Regions from separate parts of the Rattus norvegicus genome. Here region 2 is linked to region 1. The links are chromatin contacts, called in public Hi-C maps. All regions are on one chromosome and are shown on one strand. Each heading gives the region's core, a stretch centred on a gene start, on an enhancer-like site or on the middle of the called end of the contact. The rest is flanking DNA. Distances are from core to core; before and after follow the strand shown.

Region 1 (4,131 bases), core at 38-2,537:
TATGTTTCACCTCTTGCTGTGAACCATTGTGGTTGGTTCAACATTCAGTGCTAGGCCTGCCTTGAAGTTTCTGCCGTCTGTTCTCCTGATGAACAAGAAGCCTTGCTCAAGAGGTCAGCCAAGGCTTGATTGTAATTACCTGGTTCTCTTCCTTTCCCCTGCCATTGCCACAGCTGATCTTCATGGGTCACCAGAGTCCCACTCACTCATCCTGTGGTTTTAAAAAACAACAAGGGGCTGGAGAGATGGTTCAGCAGGCTGCTCTTCCAGAGGTCCTGAGTTCAAGTCCCAGCAACCGCATGGTGGCTCACAACCATCTGTAATGGGATCTGATGCCCTCTTCTGGCACATGGGATATATACGCAGATAGAGTACTCATATACATAAAATAAATTTTTAAAAAATTAAAAAAAAAAAACAAAATCCCAACAAAATGAGAACACTTATGCTGGTCCTGAAATGACTGTGTAGCTAAGGGTGATCTTGACCCCTTACCTTTCTTCCACCTCCTGAGTGCTAGGATCGTCTAAATGCTCTACCAAACCATGCTCTTTGGTGCTTGGGATCATGCCAGGTGTGCACTGTCCCAGCCGAGCCACACCCCCAGCCTACATGTTTGTTTTCATCGGCATAGCCTTTGTGCCAGCATGGACAGGGAAGGAAAAAGTACCACAGGCCTGTGGGGCTCCATTTTTAACTAGAGGTGCCCAGAAGGGACAAACCTACCCAGATTGTGCTTTGACCTCGCCCTTTGAAACTGTGTTGTATGCCCACCCCAGTGCCTTAGCAGACATTGCTAATGGATCTCAGGAAGCCTTCTCACAGTGCTCACACTGTTCTGTGTCCCCCTCATTGGCACTCCAGACCCCCACACATGCCTCAGTAGCACTCAGGGAGAGAGGACTCTGCCTGTTCACAGTGTACACACCAAGGCTACAGAGGCTGTAGGAGCAGCCTCCCCTCCATCAGCCAAGCACGGGTCATTTGTTCAGTAACACCTGGCTTTTCATGGCACCTGGTTAGGGGCTGATGAGGTGGAGGCTCTGGGCCAGCACAAGCCCGAGGCAGGCCCCAGGTTGTTCTTGGTTGGTGCAGCCTCTGCTATCCAATCTCCTGTTTCTGCCAACTCACAGGTGATCAACATAGACGGGACAAAGCGGCAGACCCTGCTAGAGGACAAGCTCCCGCACATTTTTGGGTTCACTCTGCTTGGGGACTTCATCTACTGGACAGATTGGCAGCGACGCAGTATTGAGAGGGTACACAAGGTCAAGGCCAGCCGGGATGTCATCATCGATCAACTCCCCGACCTGATGGGACTCAAAGCAGTGAACGTGGCCAAGGTTGTCGGTGAGTCCTGAAGCTCCGAGCCGTAGCTCTGCTTGGCCAATTGGTACCAGGAAAGTGACAGGTTCAGATCTGGGCTTGGTGTCTAGAAGGGTATCCCACTCTGAGAATGGACAAGACATGAAATGGTGACTATGTCTGGCTAAAGATAGGTGGGAATGGGGGTGGCATGTTGCCCAGGGATAAAGGTTAGATAGTGGTCAAGTGTGTTGGGAGTGACTGTGGCTGACTGTGACTTCTTGCTGTATGTCAGGATTTGGTCAGAGCTTCAGTGCCTAAGGCCAGCTGTGTGTTAAGCCTAGTTCCACCCCATGAACACCGGGGATGGAGGGAGAAGGCCATGTGAGGAACATGTGGGACTTGTTGCATCTGCCTTGCCTTTGTGGCTGAGCCTGGCTGTGACTCTCAAACACAGACTTTTTATCTGAAAGGCAGGATGGAAAGAGTGTACTTTCTGAGGGCTCCGGAACGCAGGTCTGTAAGTTACACTCAGACCATAAGTTCTACGTGGACGGCTCCACAAAGCATGGGCACTGTTCCCATCTGCCGCTCCCATGCCTGGGCCAGGCCTACATGTCTCAGGCTGTGCCTAGTAAATAAATGCAAGAAGAGCCTGCAGGGTTTGGGCCGCTTGTGCAGAGTCAGATGTAGGTGCGATGTTAGAGAGCTGCCTCAGGCTGGAGAGGTGGCTCAGGAGCTCAGAGTGAGGACCCAGGCTCTGCTCCCAACCCAACCACCTGTAACTTCAGCTCCAGGGGCCTCAATGTCCTCTTCTGACCTCCAGCATTTACACACATGTGATATAACACACACACACACACACACACACACACACACACACACACACACAATGAAACAAGAAAACAAACTAAAAAATCAACCAAATCTTTGAGCTGCTGAGATGGTTCAGTGAGTGGAGGTGCTGACAGCCAAGTCTGATATGCCGAGTTCAGTGTGCAGTTCCCACACGGTGGAAGAAGACACCAATTCCTAAAAGTTGTCCTCTTACCTTCACATATGTGCCATAACATGTGCATTTATGTGTGTATGCATGTCACACATACACACATATGTAGGCACACAAGCATGCAGGCACATGCACACCCATAAAGATTACATTCATATGCACACACACACATGTACACACACCCATATATACCAATACACACACACATACACATGAGTACAAATACATGTACTCATACATATTGTATACATGCACACACAGTAAATGTGACTGAGGTGCCCAGCTTGACCAGTAGGAGGCAGGGAGTTGAGCTTGGATCTGCAGGATCAGGCAGAGTGCGCCTGGCAGAAGAGAGACAGCTGAACAAAGGCCCAGCAGGGGGGCAGCATGGGTGACCATAGGTGTGGCTTAGTGTCTCCTGTCACTGTGGTAGGCCACATGGCCACCTGCAGGGCTGGCAGTCTCATTTCACCAGCCACCTGTGAAGGTACCCCTGTCATACACAGGACACAGAAGGCCAGGCCCACCTTCGTCCTTTAGGCAGCAGATGAGCAAAGCAATCCTGCCTGAGGCGCCAAGTAAGTTGCTGCTAGCTGCAATTCGGAAGCAGAGTGAGGTAACAGGCGGGCCCAAAGAAATGAATGATACCTTCTGAGTGCTCTAAGCAGACAGAGATGCCATTGGCTGGCCATGGCAAACCTGAGTTTTATAGGTTGCTAAGGGAGTCAGTGAATTAGGGAACAGCAAGAGTCCATGTCATAGGTTAGGCGTTGAGGAGGAGCAGCTGGCTAGTCGTTGAGTTATGGCACCATTGCTTGATGGACTAGATGTAGCTCAGGCTGGGCCATCCCTTGTGCAGATGATGGTCCCTCGAAGCCTTCTGTCTCCTATTAACAGATGTGATACTCTGGGACCAGGGCCTGGCAGTGGTAGGACCTGTTGTATTGTCACTGCTAATTGACCGTAGTAGAGAAGGCTTTGGCTGCCCTGATGCGGGCTTTCTTTCAGGCCTCCTTCCCAGGTTCCCTTTCGGTGGATGGCAGGAATACAGCCACACAGAACTGTGAGCTGGTGCTCCTCCCCACTGACAGACTGCTGTCATTCAGAGCTGTGTATTTGCCTCACAGGAACCAACCCGTGTGCGGATGGAAATGGAGGGTGCAGCCATCTGTGCTTCTTCACCCCACACGCCACCAAGTGCGGTTGCCCCATAGGCCTGGAGCTGCTGAGTGACATGAAGACCTGTATAATCCCTGAAGCCTTCCTGGTGTTCACCAGCAGAGCCACCATCCACAGGATCTCCCTGGAGACTAACAACAATGACGTGGCCATCCCGCTCACCGGTGTCAAGGAGGCCTCTGCACTGGACTTTGATGTGTCCAACAACCACATCTACTGGACTGATGTCAGCCTCAAGGTACCGAGTGTGAGGCTGACGATGCCTGCAGCGTTCTGAGTGAGGTCTTGCCCGTGAGCGGCTGCTCAGCGCTCCACAGCTGATTTTTTTTCTCTTTTTTTCCTTTTTTGAGAACTAGCGATTGAATTAGGACTAGAGGTATGGTTCAGAGAATGCTTCCTTCCCTTCCAGAAGGTCTGAATTTAGTTCCCAGCATTCACGTCAGGAGGCTCACTATATCCTGTACCTCCAGCTCCAAGGGATCTTCTCTCCTCTTCTGGCTTTTGTGGGTACTGTATACACACAGTGCACTTAAATGTACTTGGGGGCACACACAGGTACTTATCAGATGTTTTTAAAAATTCGGGGCTGAAGGGATGGCTCAGCGGCTAAGAGCTGTTCTTCCAGAGGATCTAGGTTC
Region 2 (4,657 bases), core at 2,087-4,586, 150 kb before region 1:
TACTCAATTTATGCTAGGCAAACAATAATGTGACACCATATGATCCCTTGTTTTTACTAGTAAAGAGTGCTCTAGAGCTAGCAAAGTCCCAGACCTTTTGACCAGAGAAAAGGATTTTGTTGAATGGAGAAGATAAAGTTCACATGTGACAAACAAAAGCACAAAATAATGGATGGAATCATAATGATTTGCATTTGTTCTGCAAGCCACTGTAAAAGTACTCCTGAAGACAGGGAGCTTCTCAGATGCTATACACTAATCTGTTGTACAACCCAGACACATAGCTGAGCATTATAAACCTACAAGCTGATAGCTGCATAGAAGATGACTGCATAGGAGGTAAGATCCACTGATGACCCAAAGGGAAACTTAAAGAGACTGCTCCACCCACCTATAAAACACCTGTTCAACCACACAAACATCCCAGGACACACCCCTCTCATCTCATCTGCATACATTTCTGCAGCCCAGCCTTCCTAGGCACTGTCCACTGGTGTCTTCTACAAGTATGGAGAGCTCAGAGTAGTAGTAGCCCAGTGTCACCACAGTGAGTTAAAACACATTCAAAAGAGCACTTGGGAGAAAAAGGAAAGTCCTTGGAAATGGTACTTGAAAGAGTTAGGTTTCAATCACAGGGAAAGAACGGGGGCCTACTGTCCTCTTGAAGCATAAGTTCTCTAAAGGTAAGAGTTCTGCTTCTTTTCTTTTTCTCTTTTATAACAATTTTTAAAAAACTTTCAATGACACTGACTGGATACATTTTTTAAAACTACAAAGAAGCTTGACAAGCTAGAAATTAACAAATTATCTCTTTCATGAAGTGACTGCTGAACACCTGTGCTAAAGTGGACCAAATAAATCTTAGTACAAGACTCAACAGGCTCACAAGAAAACCAATGTATGTACAAAGACGTTCAGGGAACAGAGGAATCCTGCTTTCTGTTGAGGGCCAGCCAGGATGCTTGTTCAAAAGACCGTGCCAGCAGCAAGCTACACTCTCTTGGGGATTTTCTGTATTCTGGGACAGAAGAAAGGGTGTGGGATCGCCGGAGACTGGACGGCCAAAAGGCACCAGGTATGGGAAACTAGTGTGGGCTTGGGAGGAGTAGAATGTACGATGTCAAGAGGCTAGACTCAAAAACTATTGTTTTCCCACATACGACATCTAAACATTTGCACACTTTAATCCAAGAGCGAGCTTCTAGTGAGGTCAAAACTGCATCTACACAGTAAACATGTCTTTGACAATTCACTCTTAAGGCATGGACTTCATGCGCAAAATCCGAGATCTTTTCAGGCAACAAGTAACTTCCTCCTCGCCTCTGAAAGGGCTTATGTTTTGTCTACTAATTACCCAAACTGGCTGGCGTTGCTGTCAATTTAAAAAAAAAAAAAAAAAAAAAAAAGGACCCGGGAAAAATTACAGGGAGAAGCGAGTTCCTCTAAGGAATCCATCCACTCCGCAGTCTCCCAACCTCACAGGCCTCTCTGTGTTAAATAGTTTTAAGTTTAGAAGGCAGGTTTTTTAAAAAAAAAATCATCAATTCAGGTGGTTCATCTTGTCTGCTCCTCTGGAGGGAACTCTCTCAAGAGTGAACGCCGTCAGAAAGTTCAAGATGAACTTCACGTCTCCTCCTCGCACTCCGGCCGAATGAGCGGATGACAGATCGAGAGACCCCAGTACCACAGCGCTCCGCTCGAGCTTGGTCCCCCTCACCCCCCGCGACGCCGCGGGACAGCACGAAGAGGGGAGGGAGCGAACTGAAGAGCGACAGGCTGAGCCTGGAGCGACAGGAAACGAGGCTCGGGCCAAAACAAAAACAACCGAAAGTTCGGCGCGCCAGCGCGAGCAGATTGGGCGAGACGCTCGACAGCCGCCCATTGGAGAAGAGGAAAAACACAGTCCCCCAATCCCGAGCGGCCGAGCAGCTCCCCTCGTGCGGCCGCGACCCGGCCCTCGCCGACCGCTACTGCTCCCTTCCGGCCGCCTCCACCACTGCAGGCCGCGCTCGCCCGGTCGTCCCGGCCCCGCAGCCCCGCCCCGCGGCCCGGTTCCCGCACGCACGCACGTACGTCCTCCGCGGCTCACCGCCAGCACGGCCCGTCTTCCAGCACCGGGCCCATCCAAGAGCTCTTCTACCGAGCTTCCGAGGAGCTTGACTACACTTTTTCGTCCCTCCAAAAAATTAATCACCAAAAAATATTTCCTCAGAAAAAATTGGAGAGTAAAATCCAATATGGCGGCATGGACGTAGCACCGCCCGCTGCCTCCGCTGACGGGAGGGGGGAAATAAAGGAGTCCGCGTCCGCCGAGGGCCCCCCCAACACTGCCGCCACAGCCGCCACCGCGGCCCGCGCCCAGCCCCTGTCCCCGAGCCCTAGCTCGCAGCGCTGGGCCACCCCCGCCTCACAGACCTCGGGCCTCACCTCCACCTCGCGCGCAGTCGCGGGATCTGGGGGGCATCCGCCGGCTTCGGGGCTTCGCGTCCTGCGTTCTCGCGCAGCGCCGGGTGCCGCCTCCGGTCCCCGGGCGTCCTCACCTCATAGCCCCCGTGCCTCGCTGCCGCGCCGCAGACGCGTCGCCGCCCCCGGTGAGCCACCCGGACACCGCCCGGGCTCGGTGGAAGGACACGAAAATGAGTCCACGGATGACGGCGGAGGGACACCACGCCGACACCGAGCGTGCGCGTTCCTTTGCCCCGCGCTAGTGGCCGTGAAGGCTTCGACGGAATTCTGCGGGAAGAGGCGGAGAGACACCAGAAAAAATGAAGTTCTCCGCCGCGGCACCCGACGGCGGAGGCACAAGGGCGATTTTTCCAAAGAAGCCGCGTCGTTGCCGTCGCTGAGCCTCGAGGCGGAGGGATCGCACCGAGCGTTGTTCGAAGATCCCTCCGCCCGGCTGCCCTTTAAATCTCGGTGGAGGCGGCGTCGCCGCGCGCCCGGCGGGCGCCACCTAGATTGCCGGCCGCTCGCTGCCCCGCGGGGTTGGCCCCCGCCCCCGTCCCTCGCGCACCTGCACCTACCAGGGACAGCTCCCCATCTGCGATTTCGGGGGAGGGCAGCTGCGGGCGCACGGCGATTCGGTCCCGCTGTGCCTCCGGGGTGCACCGAGGGGAGGCGGCTTGGGATGGCGAGTTTCTTTGTTGTGGGGATGGGTGTCGTTGGAAGCAGAAACACCCTTCAAAACCATGTGGGCCACCGGAGCGTTACCACTCGGGAGGTGGGGAGGGAACGTGCGTTGGGTCCCCCGTGCTGCCACCGGCCGCTCCTTGAGCACCTACTGAGTGACAACCTCTCCACGACTTGGCCACTCTTTACTCTCTTCGGGCTCAACCGGTGCGAGAAAGGCGGTTTGGTCCTCCGGGAGCTTGGGGCGGAAGATCCGGAGTGGCTTGCACCCACGCCTGGGGTATGGCGAAGCCCCACCCCTTGGATCTTTCAGTCGGATAAGGGGTGCCGCACAACAATAACTAGGGTCACATCCTGAACCCCTAACCAGGCATCGTTCATAGCGATCTGGTATACCGCCTTATTTGTCCCTCAGGGTAATCCCCAGAGGTCGAAAGCATTGTGGGTCCCAATTTACACATAGGGACATTGAGGCACGGACTGGTTAGGTGACTTTTCAACCACTCAGGGCTGGAGCCAGAACCTCTTGTACACTACTCAATGAAAAACAAAGGCTTTAAAGTAAAGCAGGTGGTTGGGACCTGAAGGAGACATTTGAGGTTGTCACATCCATACAGAAGTAAGCACCTGCCTGAGGTGGAGGGTGTTAAGGAAAAGTACAAAAGTGTTCAGGCAATGTAAGGAAAAAAAGAATGCAACTCCAGCCACACATGGGACAGGGAAAGCAGTCGAGGGACCATTCCAGGAGAGCCCCAGCCTGCCTTGGTTCCCTACAAACACCACTACCACCCTGCACTCTCACATACCCTAGCACAGTAGGCACTTTCTAGAGGATGGCTCAGCGGAGTCCAACTAATACTGGGACTCTGTACTCCTTTGGAGTCCCTGCACCTGGGGCTAAGCCTGGGATCTCAGGTTGGATGATTTACTCCTCAACGTCTACTTGTAACGCAGTTTGGGTGTCTGGACTCTTGCATGCACCTCTCCAGCCTCCTCCCCCAACAAATACAAGACTGCTCTGCTGCAAGCAGCTCTCTGAAACTGGTGGGACGTGGAGATGGGTTTGGGCATTCTGGGAACCCGCTGGGCGGCTGGCTGCCTTCCTGGTCTTGGATATGGGCACCGCCAGGCCCCTGGACTGCCCTCTCCCTCTCTGTAACTCGGCCCCGCACACTTTCCACCCTCCCTTGTGACTGCAGTGGCCCAGCATCCTTACCTCTCTACTTCTACCTTAGCAGGCTCGCCATCCTGCCCACTAGCCAATACTCTTCGAGCCCTTACTTTTCTCCGCGAAGGGAGAAGGGCTTGTTAAATTGCTGCCTGTGAGCCTGCACAGCTGCCCGAGGAGCGCCACAGAGAGAACAGGCTCATGTTCACTTCTGACTCCTGGAAGGGATGCAGGGGAGGCTCTTTAATCATTCAGACTTGCTTCAGGGATGAGCTCATTGACCCCTCTCCCTGCTCCAGGGGTTCGAGGTTATTCAGATGGTGACGTGTCTTTTTCACACCGATGAGCTTGGAACAAATG

Evidence for each region. A called contact is a pair of places that touch in the nucleus more often than the background predicts.
Region 2: a Hi-C map of liver shows a contact between it and region 1, with 2.9 times the contacts expected there. The contact joins the promoter of Kmt5b here to the enhancer-like site in region 1. A contact is called at or near these places in 6 of 12 Hi-C or Micro-C datasets (the A7r5 cell line, Schwann cells, frontal cortex and 2 more) and 1 of 1 datasets of contacts at active chromatin or transcription factors (oligodendrocytes).

What each region holds. Positions count from the first base shown.
Region 1 is chr1:210,281,692-210,285,822 of GRCr8, reverse strand. Lrp5 (LDL receptor related protein 5) reads left to right here. Exons shown (of 23, transcript NM_001106321.2): 8 at 1,134-1,350; 9 at 3,442-3,731. Among named protein-coding and RNA genes, the nearest start is that of Ppp6r3, 47 kb to the right of the region's middle. Within about 2 kb of position 1,287, at least 2 of the 93 cell types and tissues checked have an H3K27ac peak or open chromatin away from gene starts, as enhancers often do. A contact at or near this core is called in liver, where this site is marked.
Region 2 is chr1:210,428,351-210,433,007 of GRCr8, reverse strand. Kmt5b (lysine methyltransferase 5B) reads right to left here and starts at 3,336. Exons shown (of 12, transcript NM_001108512.2): 1 at 3,024-3,336; 2 at 2,428-2,733.